Regions from separate parts of the Bombyx mori genome. Here region 1 is linked to region 2. A link is a contact called in public Hi-C data. All regions are on one chromosome and are shown on one strand. The core of a region is the stretch at or near the end of the contact, and the rest is flanking DNA. Distances in the headings are between cores, read along the strand shown. Region 1 overlaps Gata-beta (transcription factor BCFI). Region 2 holds the start of LOC101740130 (GATA-binding factor A).

Region 1 (7,601 bases), core at 3,761-6,260, 74 kb after region 2:
AAGCGTCCGTGCTCCGTGTGTAAGGCGCCCGGGGCACTAGTATCGATCGGTCGGTCGGTCGATTAACGTGCTCAAATCATTCAGGCGAGTGTCAATTATTGAGAACAAGTAAATACGTATCTAATTCATATTGTACTCGATATCATGACTCTATGCAGTATGCGACTCATGTCGTCTGTGTTGGTTGGCTTCATCGTATCCGCGACCGGTACGTTTGTGTTAACTAGTTCGCGCAGGGATCTAATCCGACGCTCATAATATAATTTATCCTGAGATTTAGATTCATTTTAATTTTACTTTATCTCTTTTATTGTGTGACTTATTTTAACGGCTGCCAATACGTTTGCAGATATATATGATAGGGACGTATTTTAGGGCGTGCGGGCCAACAGATTGGAGAGTCACCTACTGCTAGGTAACTAACTACCACATACTTCGATATCATTGTAATCATTGACAGATTAGGTATAGATATACAGTGCTGGTCATATAATTAGAAACACTTCTTATGAATAAAGAAACTATAGCTTCAACTACAAATGTTCGTAAAAAAACGTTCGTACTACAAAATATTGAAGTCGTCGCGGCGTCGTGGCCTAAAGGATAAGACGTCCGGTGCATTCGTATGTAGCGATGCACCGGTGTTCGAATCCCGCAGGCGGGTAACAATTTTTCTATTGAAATACGTACTAAACAAATGTTCACGATTGACTTCCACGGTGAAGAAATAACATCGTGTAGTAAAAATCAAACCCGCAAAATTATAATTTGCGTAGTTAATGATGGTAGGACGTTCACTGAGTCCGCACGGGTAGGTACTACCACCCTGCATATTTCTGTCATGAAGCAGTAATGCGTTTCGGTTTTTAAGTGTGGGGCAACCATTGTAACTATACTGAGACCTGAGAACTCATATCTCAAGGTAGGTGGCGGCATTTACGTTTTAGATGTCTATGGGCTCCTGTAGCCACTCAACACCAGGTGGGCCGTGAGCTCGTCAGGATAATCTCTGGTATATTGTTAGATAGCAAGTCTCAAATAAACGTAACACCAGTCAAAACGCACTGTGTGAAGCATTAGTTGTAGCATGGAATTCAATCCCTCCAGAACAATGTATGAAATTGATTGAATCAATAGCACGTCGTTGCAGTGCTGCTATTGAAAATAAGGGATACGCCACTAAATATTAATTATAACTATTGGTATGCTGCGGATAGTAACTATTTCGTAAATAACAATATTATAACTAATAATAGGAGTTCAAGTATGAAATTGTCGTTTTCTTGTAATAGGTACTTCGAATTGACATAATAATAATAATAATGTTTTTATTGCAAGTAACCATGACTCATATAAATTGTTAATAAGACTTAGACCTGTGTTAGTAGTTATATTTACATCACAATGAATTACTGTCGTAACATCCCATGGGAGATGGCACCACAGCGACCCATGTATACACAGTCCCGCCTGCTTGCGATCATGCTCAGGATACTGTTGGAGCTGGCCCTCACTCTGTTTACCAGAGATGCACACCTCTTACGCATCGTAGCGTAAAAACAATCTATGTGCGCGTCTGCAAACATCCCTGATGCGCTACAAAAGCGGGGCAGCACCACCAGCACTCTAAGCGCGTTATTATATTGAACACGGAGAGCATTGTACGATCTTTGAGTATATCCAGCCCACAAGCTGCACGTGTAAAAGTTAGTACAGTAGGCCCTAAAGAGGGTGACCTTGACTTTAAGTGAACACCGTGCAAACCTGCGAGCTATCATGTTTGCTCTAACCGACAACGCTCTCCGCTCTCGTTCAATATCTTCATCATCTTTGAGATCAGGGGTCAACACATGGCCGAGATATTTAAATTTATAAACTCTTATCTATGGCGTTCCGTTGAGTACTACGGGAGGTATCTTATCATGCGTCCCACCCCTGTTCTCAAAGACCATGATCTCCGACTTTTTACAGTTGTACACCAAACCGTGTGATTTGGCGTATCCCTCACACAAAGAAACAAGTTGCCTTAGGCCACAGATAGACGCGCTCAGCAGCACCATATCGTCTGCGTAGCTGATGTTGTTTACGCACACCCCGTCTATGAAACAACCAATCCTGGTCCTACTGAGCTCGCCGATCAGCTCGTTCATATACAGGTTGAAGAGCGTAGGCGAGCTCAACCCCCCTTGTCTCACCCCGCACTCCAACCTATACGAAAGAGACAAAGCCCCAGCCCACTTTGTATGAAAATTATGGTAGGCAGCGGCTCGGCTCTGCCCCTGGTATTGCTGACGTCCATGAGCGACGGTTTTAACTCTAAAAGAACTGCAATTAGAAACCATTCGTCACCCTCCGTATTTGCCAGACCTTGCTCAAACGAATTATAATTTTTTTTGTGATTTAGACAATTTTCTAAGTGATAAAAGTTTTCTTCCCAGGCGGCAATACAAAATACTTTGAAACAGTTTGTAGAATCTAGATCATCAGAGTTCTATCGCAAAGGAATAAATGACCTTCCTATTAGATGGCAGCAATTTATAGATAATAATGGTAGATATTTTGTTTAAATAATAATGTAATTTGAAAAAAAAAAACTAATTTCAATTTTTCAGCACAAATCGGCAATTTCATACTTTAACCCCTAAAACTTAAAAAAATATTGTTATTTATACTTTTTTGTTATTGTTTCTAATTAGTTGACCATTATTATTCATACCTTAAAACTGATTTAAATGTTTGTCCGTTATGTAATATTGAAACTGCACTTGTGTAGTGCGGTTTATATAGTTTTTTTAATAAATGATAAATCGTTGAACATATTATTGTTGTCCTATTTATTGTTTAATTTCAAAATAAAAACGATTACGGTGAAGTATCTTACATAATGTCAAGGGCCGTTGGTAGTGTTTCTAATTATACAACCGCCACTGTATTTATGTACCGTAAAAAATTAGTAAAATTAGATATCGATAAATAAATAGATAGTATTGAGTACCGTCGCCGCGTCGGCTCCACTATCGCCTTTAGTTCGTCCTTGTTGACTTTAGTTTTCAGACGAACACAAGATTTATTTTTGAGATCAAAATTTTCCATATCGGAAGCGTTCAAACCAATAATTTACCGAGTCGTGCGATCGTCTACACGCACCTACTGTAGTTTAGTGTTCACTCGCGTCTCGCACACGTCATTACTGTTGCGAGCGGCGAGCGGCGAGCGGCGAGGGGTTTGTGCGGCCTTGCTACCGCATAGTGGCGCATACGAACTCGCATTCCATAATTACGCGAATTTTGATAGTGTCCGTATTCATGAAAAACAATACAAATGTTATGAAAATAAAACACTGATCAATTAACAAATGAATGAATCTGATAATATCACTCAGTATTTTTTCAAATAAAATTTATTTGATTTTAGAAATTATTGGTTAAGGGTCGTAGAACGAACTTATACAATACTAATTATGTTATTATTTTTAAGATTCATTTTTATCGCTGCTGACGTCACTACTCTAGTGCCCTTGTCTCGTCTGTGCATGTTTGCGACGCCGAGTGGTTCCAGTAGTGCTATGTGTTACCCCCAATGACTTGTGTCACTTGATAGTTTGTGCTCTAGACCAGCCATTCTCGGTAGACGGGATCTGTCCACATGTCGCTTACGAGTGAACAAAAGCTTCTTCGTTCTTTGGGGTACTCGTTGCGCAGCTCCGTACGGTGCTTAGCGAGGCCTCCGTGAGCCGCACTCTGGCGACACCCGCGTGTCCCGCAGTTAGCAGCACTGAGGTGCTCCTCCGCGGTGCAGAAATGATGCTTGTCGAATTTGGTTATTAATCTTGTTACCACAACACCACACAATATTTAGAAGAAGCGGGAGAGCAATCTTCCTTGTGGGCTTGGGCCGTACCTACTCGAACGCAATGATTCCTGAGGGAGGTTTCGATGTGAGTGAGGTTTATCTTGTCGCAGGTTTCTCTGTGTCGTTGAAGGAGCCTGAGCACACTGCCGCCACAGTTGGCTGCGCGGCTCGGCGAGCGCCGAACATGCTTTAGATTTACCGGAACTATGGGAACTATGGGTACGTTAGTTCTTATGCAATTCATGAACACACATTACTTTATTGGTACTTTTATGGCCAAGCGCATTGTGATCGTAAGTGAGACGATAATGATGTCCACACAGCACGGAACAGTAATATAATGCGAGTTGTCGTTAAAACAAGCTCTACAAAACCACAAACTGATGACAGTTATAAATAAAATGAGAAACAACTAACATACGCCGATACTATGCGATTCTAATTGATACTAGACGGTACCTACACCACGGACGGGTCTATATTCACTCACAGTGTGTTGGTGCAGACTTCGGAGAACTAACGAGACAAAATGTCACAGGCCATTCCAGGGCCACATCAAACAGCCAAAATTGAAACAAATACGACTAAGGAAATACACAACTTCGCCTTCCGCAGCGAAGAATCTGTCGAATTGTTCTTGTGGTTCTTACGCTTATGTAAAATAAATAATGACTTTGTAAAAGTGTTATTTACTGCAATCTTGGAGATAAGAGTCACGGGCCCGCCGCGTGGTCCGAGCCGTGAGTAGCCCCGCGGGTCCCGGCAGCCGGCGACACAGGCCGCGCCAGCCCAGGCGCGCGACCTCTACTACACACATTCTTCATACTTATTCCTTTGTTTTATAAGTTTTCGTCTTATCAGAAAAAACACGGCACGTGCCCCGCTACAAAATCAACGGAGCAGCACTACTTACTGGCTACTGTATACTTTAATAAAAACCACGTAGGGACGTGTGTGCGTACATACACACGTACAGTAATAAAGTTGCTTTGTTAAAATATTATAGAGTTATTGTGAACAAGAGATCTATGCACGTGTCGGACACATGACAATACGAATAAAGCGAGTACAATACATTATGGTACGGCGCGGTTGGTCCGGTACACGCTGTGTGGGGCTGATCTTTGCGTGTGGGGATGCGCACTCTCTCTCGTTCCCGCGGTGCATGTATACACCCCCTGCACCCTCTGCACCCTCTGCGACCCGCTCTTAGGTACAAATACAAACACTATGCTTAGCCGCACAATATACGACCGTAACTGTCCGACTAGTTACCGGTTCGCGCTGAAAATGCACACATCATCGGAGTGATAACTGGTTCTTCATCTTCTGCTGGGGCCCGCGGATGAAAAAGATCAATAAAATTTTCGAACTGTTACGACGGATAATACGCGACCTGTTTCAATATATACATATAATAAAAATGTACAAAACGAACGATTCTTTACGCACGACACACGATGCACACACAGACGGAGACCCGTTACACGCGCCTATATAGTTGTGCACGACGCTCACAGGCGCGGGGTCGCCGTGTCGCGTCGTCAATACGTTACGTGACACACGCTCTACTGAACGAGCAACCTTAGTCTTGCTTCAGTGCAACTAAAATATTACATCTATTTGTGGTTAGGGAACTTTTTAGTAATATACATCATTTCGAAATATGTAGGTATATCTATATACCTATGTATAACAAAATAATGAATTTACTTGAAACTGTCCAATAATAACGCGTTTATGTTTATATTTATGTTTATACTGATTGATCCTGAGCAGTACTGAGCACCTATTGATAATACGTAATACATAATAAAACGCAGTTAAAATGAAATTCCCGAGTGCATTATATTTGAGAATCTCATATTATTATTATTATTGTACGACCACCTAGTATTGATTGATCAGAGTTTTCAGAAGCTAGCAGTAGGTATGTAGTTAGGGACATGTCTTGTAACATATTGGTTGGTGGGAGTCCCACAGCGACACACACACACAGGGTACAACGACTGCTGATAAGAGACGAGGACGCGACCACGTGACCGACGCGAGCGCCGAAACCACGAGCACACACACACACCGACGCACGACTCTGCGTGACCACTGTGTATGTACGTTGTAGGTCTGCAAAACGCCATCTAATGTTATTGTTGTTATCGCATTCAATTGATATTTTTCCGTTAACGAGCAGACAAGCTCGCGACCAACGTGACATTAAGCGGTCTCCGTACGCCGCCGGCCCGACGCGACGCCCAGAACGACGCACTCTCTCGAGATCACGTTGTTTTACTGAGCAATAGAAGAAGGGAAGGAAGCACAGCCCCGCGGACTGCAGAGTGGGCGGCGGCGACATCTAGTTCTTTTAATTTTTATCCATCCTAGCTATGCTGATAGCCTTGAGAAGCTATATCAGCGTTACCCTAGCGTAGTTGCTAACACTGGCCCTAGCAAGAGCCGCGCTTCGCAGAATCTACCACTGGATGGGAATTGCGACCCACTGAGAAATTCCGGTGAGAAACTCAGTGGGCTGTGTCTGTGGGTTAATTTACTCGTCGAGTCCTTCGTCATAAGTGACGGGTTCGGCGAGGACGGTGACCGGTGCTTGAGGTACCTAAAAGCACCGTTGATGGATTGGGAGGATCCGTAATGACATGACTTCTAGTCCATACACGACATGAAGTCCTTGATCGCAGCACAAGCTACGAGGGAGCGCGGCGCGGGCTGAGGGCCAGCGGAGTCCTATGCGAGCGCCAGCCTCCAGCGCAGCTACACGTAGCGCCGCGCTGGGTTCGCAAGGGGGCCAGTGCCGTGTGCGCGACAAAAGTCAACTACTGTTTGCACTCATCGCAAAGGGATTGGTCTCTTCCAACGCTTACAAAGCGTCCGTCGTTGGGCGGGCGGGCCCGGAATCAGCGCGTACGTTGTCCTCTGTCGTTAGCGTTTCTGATACTTATTATAATATTATAGAACACTCTGTACATTGTTTGTCGTGTGGCCTCGATATACACTCCAGATGCAGCTTGGCCAGTTGCTTATATAAATGTACACATAATATATTATACAACAATACCGGCTGTACTATGTGTAACACCCGTTGATCTGCTGATCCCAACTTTTTATTTATTGCTTAGATGGGTGGACGAGCTCACAGCCCACCTGGTGTTAAGTGGTTACTGGAGCCCACAAACATCTACAACGAAAATGCGCCACCCACCTTGAGATATAAGTTCTAAGATCTCAGTATAGTTACAACGTCTGCCCCACCCTCCAATACGAAACGCATTACTGCTTCACGGTAGAAGTAGGCGGGAAGTGGTACCTACCTGTGCGGAATCACAGGACATCATGCCACCCGTAATAACGCAAATTATAGTTCTGCGGGTTTGATTTTAATTAACTTAACACCAGGTGGGCTGTTAGCTCGTCCACCCATTTAAGCAATATTTTTTTTTAAATAATAATAATATTTTATTATTGATTAAGCACATTGGTTGAAGCTAGTCCGGTACTCCGCCACCGGTGCTAAGTTGCCTGCATGTTGCCATAAATCGTTACTGTATTGTATTGACGTACCTACACACATAGATACAAGAATTGTACAAAATTTAATGCCGAGCCGGAAAGGGAGCACGAACGCATCAATCACAATAAACCAACAAACATAACACACCCAATAAGTACAAGAAGATGAAAACAAGTCGACCGAGTCCGCGCGGGTGGGTACCACCACCCTGTCTATTTCAGCCGTG
Region 2 (6,595 bases), core at 2,428-4,927:
AAAATGTGAATACTGCTTGATGATGATACTGCGGCTTAGCTCACAGAATCACAGAACTGAATGTGACGCATATTCGTAGGGTTGCACGTTTGAGACGGAGCACGTGCCTACTACTAATATTTTACATCCGAATGGTTAGTTATGTGGGCCAGACAGCGACGGCTTTCCGGACTGCCTGTTCTTCCCACAGCGCGGACAATTCAATAAACTGTTCGCGGGACGCGGGTGACCAGCAGAGCCGTTAGTGTAGTAAAGTCAACAAGAACACTAAATCAGTTCGGAGTTAAGTAGCGGTACCTGCGCTGCGCCACACGGAAGCGACACGGCGCCGACACGACACGTTTATTGCATCGCTCCGGCTCCGACCCAGGTACATTTTATGGCCCCGTACTCAAATGCCTTACCGATGTTTTTATTGATTTAAAGGGAATTTAATCGACCACTGGAAGTGACACACGCTGAGCTTGTACACGTCACGTCACGAATATTCCTCACTAGTATGGAGCTCACTCCTTCACCTCATGTTCAAGATAATATGTGAGCGCGCACCGCTTCTAAAAGTTCTTGTTTTGCGTTTGAGTTTAGAAGGTGATAGAGACGTGTCCGCGGTGCATGCGACCGGCTAGTCATTCGAACCTGCGACTGTACCGCACAAAACATATTATTTCTATGTTGTCACGTTTGCCGTGATTGTATAATTTATATTTTGAAGATTCAATTGCTACAATAAAAATTAATGAAATATATATTGTAGTAAAGCTACATGCTCTATTTTTTATTTCTTACTTGGGTCGACGAGCTCACAGCCCACCTGGTGTTAAGTAGTTACTGGAGCCCATAGACATCTACGACGTAAATGCGCTACCCACCTTGAGATATAAGTTCTAAGGTCTGAAGTATAATTACAACGGCTGCCCCACCCTTCAAACCGAAACGCATTACTGCTTCACGGCAGAAATAGGCAGGGCAGTGGTACCTACCCGTGCGGACTCACAAGAGGTCTTACCACCAGTAAACGCATTAGCACAGCAGCCCGCCCAACGACGGATAGAAGTAGCAGGTGTGCGACGCCGGCCGCCTCCGTATCTTCCAAACATTATCATGTATCTGATAGCAACATGAGCAGATCCACACAATCAAATTAATTTCAAAACATAATTTTTAAATTACCAAACGACATTTTTTATAATGTTCTGTCTACATCGTGTCATCAAACAAGAATTCAGCTATTTGGCAGTGGAATGCAAAATATTCTCTATCCCGCTTAGACATCTCTACATTGGTTAGAGTAGGCAAGACAATAGAATATCCAAAGTACACTTTGAATGTCTTTTGTTTTACTTATCGTGTCCTTTTTGTGTTTTGTCTGTGCATAGCGAGCACGAGCGAGAAGTAAATACCTACGCAAGACAATGGCCCGGGCTCCGTGGCGCCTCCGAGACCGACCCTACAGCGACGTCGCGCCCTCCACTACTACATGTCTGCTCTGAATGTGTCACAGACTTACAATTTACACTTCACTTTATTATTATCATGTAAGTTAGAACTTCAGTTGCTCTAGATCAGCAGGTGGGTCACTCGGTATGAAGTGGTTACCGAAGCGAATAAACATTACAACGTGAGTGCTGCTACTCATCCTCATTTTAGTCCAACGACTAGCCGCGCTGGAGGCCTTAGCGATTATTATTCAAGTACCTAATAATTAACGATGCAAGCTGGCTGATCGTCCGTGGAAACATTTCTTTCGGCTTGACCGACGGCCTTTTGCTGGAAGTTTACTGGTGGTAGGACCTTTTGTGAGTCCGCACTGGTAAGTACCTACCACCGCCCTGCCCATTTCTGCCGTGAAGCAGCATTGCGTTTCGGTTTGAAGGGTGGCGCGGCCGTTGTAACTATACTGAGACCCTTAAAACTTAAATCTCAAGGTGGGTGATGCATTTACCTACGTTGTAGATGTCTATGGGCTTCAGTAACCACTCTAAGATCAGGTGGGCTGCGAGCCCGTCCACCCATCTAAGCAATAAAGAAAAACGTTGTTGAAGGAGGAAGCATATACGTCACAATAATCTTGATCGACTCCACATCTCTGATTAAAGCAGCGACTGAAATAGACACGACTGTTGTGCGTGTAGCGGTCGACGCCTCGCAGGCCGAGTGTGTGGATTCAAAACCGAGAAAGGCATTTCGAAGAAATTTAATAAATCTGCTTCCGTAATTAACTTCTTCTGCTTTCAAATTTGTACTTTCATACATGTGTTAAGCAAACTATATTCATTATACGCAGGCCGCGCCTTCTCCGCGACGAGGGAACGGAAGACAGAGGATCCAGCGCGCCCTTAATCATACTTGAACTAATGTGAAATATCAACTGCAACCCACAGACTCATGTTATTCTTCACGACTAGGTACTTACTGCTCTCAAATCATCTCTACTCTACAATTGACGTATTTGAGTATTTTTAATTTAGAATTAGGTAAATATTAATGTTTATTTATTTAAATCTATGCAAGGATTGCAATGTTTTTAGAGTTTCACGACTCTTAGACATGAGTAGGGAAAAGATTTATGTCTTATTTTATTTATCAGTTAGTCCGATCATTTTATAATAATAATTTATATTAGTCAATATGTGTTTGAGGTGGATTCCGTTTGTATTATATATTATTTAGACAGATTTAATTATCATAACTGCATCTGCATCTAATCCCATATTAAGATAAATACAGAAGCTCAATTATCAATTGGTGGTGATCGAACAGGTCGCAATTCTGTGCTCGTTACAAATTAAAATCACACTTCTTCTAGTCTGCCAAAGTCTATTTTCATTTTATTGCGTTCATTAGGTACGTGGAAAAAGAGAACTTTTCTTATTCTTGTTGTAGTCATTTTTTAGATATTTACCAAAAGAGCTTACTTAGCTTATGTTAAATATAAGAAATAGTAACAAATGCAGATAATACAGTTGAGTTTGAGTCATCGATTATACCTATGGGTCGGTGAGTTGCGCTGGAATGTGCCTACACCACGAGGTACTTACGCGACACCGCTGCACCGCGACATCTCATTGTACTCTGATGTAATAGAACAGGATAGGATAATAACAATCATTTTGTTGCACAATATTTTAACTGCGAAGAGTGCGGGGGGTCCCAAGTAGCACTTACTGGGACAAAATCGTTAACAATCTCGAATTATTTAGAACCAGAGCACCAGCTAAATGCTTAGGCGTCTTGTTAATTTCGATGCATATGTCGTCATTCAGCCGCGACCAAATGGTACTGAATTTGAAATTTGGAGACAACGACTGCATAAGTAAATTGAATAAATTTGATTAAATCGCGATGGAGAGATAAAGAACACTTAAGAATCCAGTCGCGTCGTTATTAAAGCACATCATCTTTATGTTGATGTACAGAGACACCGATATGAACGGATACAAAACTGGATCTTATCTAGCCTCGTCCAGTGTGTTACCGAGAATTACGAAACTGAGAAAGAGATATGAGATGCATCGATCCAAGATGACCGAGATAGATAACTTACTTGAAACAGACTGGCCGGTCGTTATCGCGAACGTTTATCACAGAGTCACAGTCACAGATATCACTGGTCAGGAGATAACGATCTCGCGATAGAGACGTGCGTTGGTAGCGGCGCGCGCGGCAGCACTACCGAGCGACGGTGCAACCTCCACCGTCGGGACCCCGCCCCGGGACTCCGCCCCCCCAGCCCCGCCTCTGATCGGCCGGTTGAGGGTAAAGAAAGTTCTTTTTCGTAAACCGAAGGAAGTTCACGGAAGCGCGTCGAGGCACGTGTGCAGGGCGGGGCCCGGGCGGCGGCGGCGACGGTTCTTTATGGAGCGGGCCGGTAATCGATCGCCGCCCCGCACTCGCTCCTCGCTCTCTAATTAATTGCCTCCACAACTGCCAGAACTAACGCTAATTGAACATTTACTATCGATCGGCCTTTGTTATTGAAACTATATCCGAACGAACCTACTCCGACATTCACTTACAATTACACCGACTAAATTAATAATGTTATTATTTTCAGTGACAACGTTTGTTTATACCTAATTAACAAATACTTTTTAAGAATATTAATGGATAGTATAATTTTATAAATACTTTCTCAGATTTTCAAGCGTTGGAGATTAAGGAGGTTAAGGGCCAATTGTTTCTTTTAATTCTATTTCGGGCTTCTTCACTATTCGTTGTTAGAGTACGGCGGCATGTCGACTACTGCACAGCTCTCGTGGTCGCAGGCAAAAATCTGAATTTCATTCGCGAAGCAACTGCTCTTGAGTTGTTAGGTCTCCTTCGAAGACGCTCGGGCATCTGTTAGCAAATCCCACCCCTCCTGGCTGAGCCTTTACTCGCCCACCTGTCCTGGTGAAACTGGAAAGGATTCAGGGCCACCAGTAATCCTTCAATCATAAAAAAAGTTCATTTTCTTTTTATTTATTTATAAGGCCCACAATACACATTGCAAGTTAAAAAAGATATACAATAAAGAACAACAGGTAAAAATCTGTCTTGTAATATAAGCCATGGCTCATCCATGAATATACTGTCCATAGTATGTTGTTATTTTATTTTATGCCGGTACTTTCTTTCTTTTTGCGTGATGAGAAGGAGCCGATCTATCTACATCGACTTGTGTATCGGATGCACAGGTGCAGCAGGTTTTATTGGTTAGATGGGTTGAGTAGCTCACGGTCCACCTGAGATATAAATTCTAAGATTTCAGTTTTTACAGTACAATGGCTGCCGCGCCCTTCAAACCGCATTGCAATGCATTACTGTTTCACGGCAGAAATAGGCGGGGTGGTGGTACCTACCGACTTATAAGACGCTCTGCCACCAGTAATAAAAAAATTGCGGGTTTTATTTACATTACACGATATACCTAATTACTTGATCGTGGAAGTTCTTCGTGAACATTTGTTAAGAAAGTATTTCATTAGGAAAATTGGTAGCCGATTCGAACACCGTTACATCGCTCGATACGAATGTACCGGACCTCTCATCCTTTAGGCCACGACGACCTCAGAATTGACTTGACATGGGATTTCATGCTGATTGATATTCGTATGATTTTATGTTAATACGCGGATACAACGACTATAAATTCTCATAGCTCCCAAACTCACAAGTGTCACTATTTTCGAAAATGTTTGTTTCTTCCGCAGAGGTTTTAAGTTGGAAAATATAGTAATATGAGATCTCAGTTTCAAAGATATAATAAGTTTGAATTTCGATTTGATTTATTTTTCCACCTTCTTCCACCTGTCCGTTGAAAGGCCCGTCTCTCTCGGCAGCGAGCCGCCGTCGGACAGAGAGACCAGGGGAGCTCCGGGAGCACCGGGGCAGAGCGCCGCGCCCCTCGCCCGCCCCGCGTTGTACGTGACTCAAGGAGCACTGTATTGTATTTTTGTTGTTGTAGGTAATACTTCCGTGTACAATAATAAATATACGAAACGAATACTTTTACAAGATAAGATAAGAAACAAGAGCATCTAGGGTCTGTGCTAAGAGTCATAAAGATTTTTTAGTATTTCAAAACTAAAATAACTATCTATAGCTGTTCGAAGTGCACTGTGCGACGGATATGTGGTATAGCTTAGCTTTTTCTTTTATGGCTTAGGTGGGTGGACGAGCTCACAGCCCACCTGGTGTTGACTGGTTACTGGAGCCCATAGACATTTACAACGTAAATGCGCCACCTTGAGATATAAGTTCTAAGGTCTTAGTATAGTTACAACGGCTGCCCTACCCTTCAAGCCGAAACACATTAATGCTTCACGGCAGAAATAGACAGGGCGGTAGTACCTACCCGTGCGGACTCACAAGAGGTCCTGCCGCCAGTAATTACGCAAATTAAAGTTTACGAGTTTGATTTTTATTACACGATGTTATTCCTTTACCGTGGAAGTCAATCGAGAACATTTGTTGAGTACGTATTTCTTTACAAAAATTTGTACCCGCCTGGGATTCGAACACCGATGCATCGCTCAACAAGAATGCACCGGACGTCTTATCCGTTAGGCCACGACGACTTCAAATAGCTTCCATACTGTGCCCCTCTTATCTCATGATTGGAGAGGTTACAAAAGTGATCCTCACCTTATCTAAAGGCATAACGAGGAGTGTAGGATTGTATGAAACTAGGCTAAATATATATTTATTACATAGATGGATGAACTAGCTTATGACCCATCTGGAGCTAAGTGATTACTAGAAACCATACCAATCACAGCGAGCATGCCACCCTCCACCATGACGCATAAGGGTCATGTGCCGGACCAGCCAGAGTTGCGCTTCCCTGTAGTCTGTACCTACAGTACCTACGCGCTACGAGCACTTGGATTTTAATCATGATTTGAGTCGCCGTCTTTGTCTAATATTAACTTAGGTAACTTCATTAAAATTATTTACAATCATCACTGCCTAAACTTATTACGCATTAATTAAAATATCATTAATTATATATTATTAAAATAAAGAACAAAACAATGGAATTTATAAAAAAAAAAAACAATTTAAAATGTAGGTTGGTGCTGGTTTGCTATCATCCTCTATGCCACAAGCCCCC

The links. Hi-C and Micro-C count contacts between places; a contact is called where the count stands out from the background.
Region 1: a Hi-C map of midgut shows a contact between it and region 2, with 2.1 times the contacts expected there. The contact joins the enhancer-like site here to the promoter of LOC101740130 in region 2. A contact is called at or near these places in 2 of 7 Hi-C or Micro-C datasets (midgut and whole pupa).

The regions. Positions count from the first base shown.
Region 1 is chr15:18,425,496-18,433,096 of ASM3026992v2, forward strand. All of the region lies in intron 9 of Gata-beta (transcription factor BCFI), which reads right to left. Among protein-coding and RNA genes, the nearest start is that of Gata-beta, 22 kb to the right of the region's middle. Within about 2 kb of position 5,011, at least 8 of the 8 cell types and tissues checked have open chromatin away from gene starts, as enhancers often do.
Region 2 is chr15:18,352,576-18,359,170 of ASM3026992v2, forward strand. It overlaps LOC101740130 (GATA-binding factor A), which reads right to left and starts at 3,678. Exons shown (of 9, transcript XM_038015865.2): 1 at 3,545-3,678.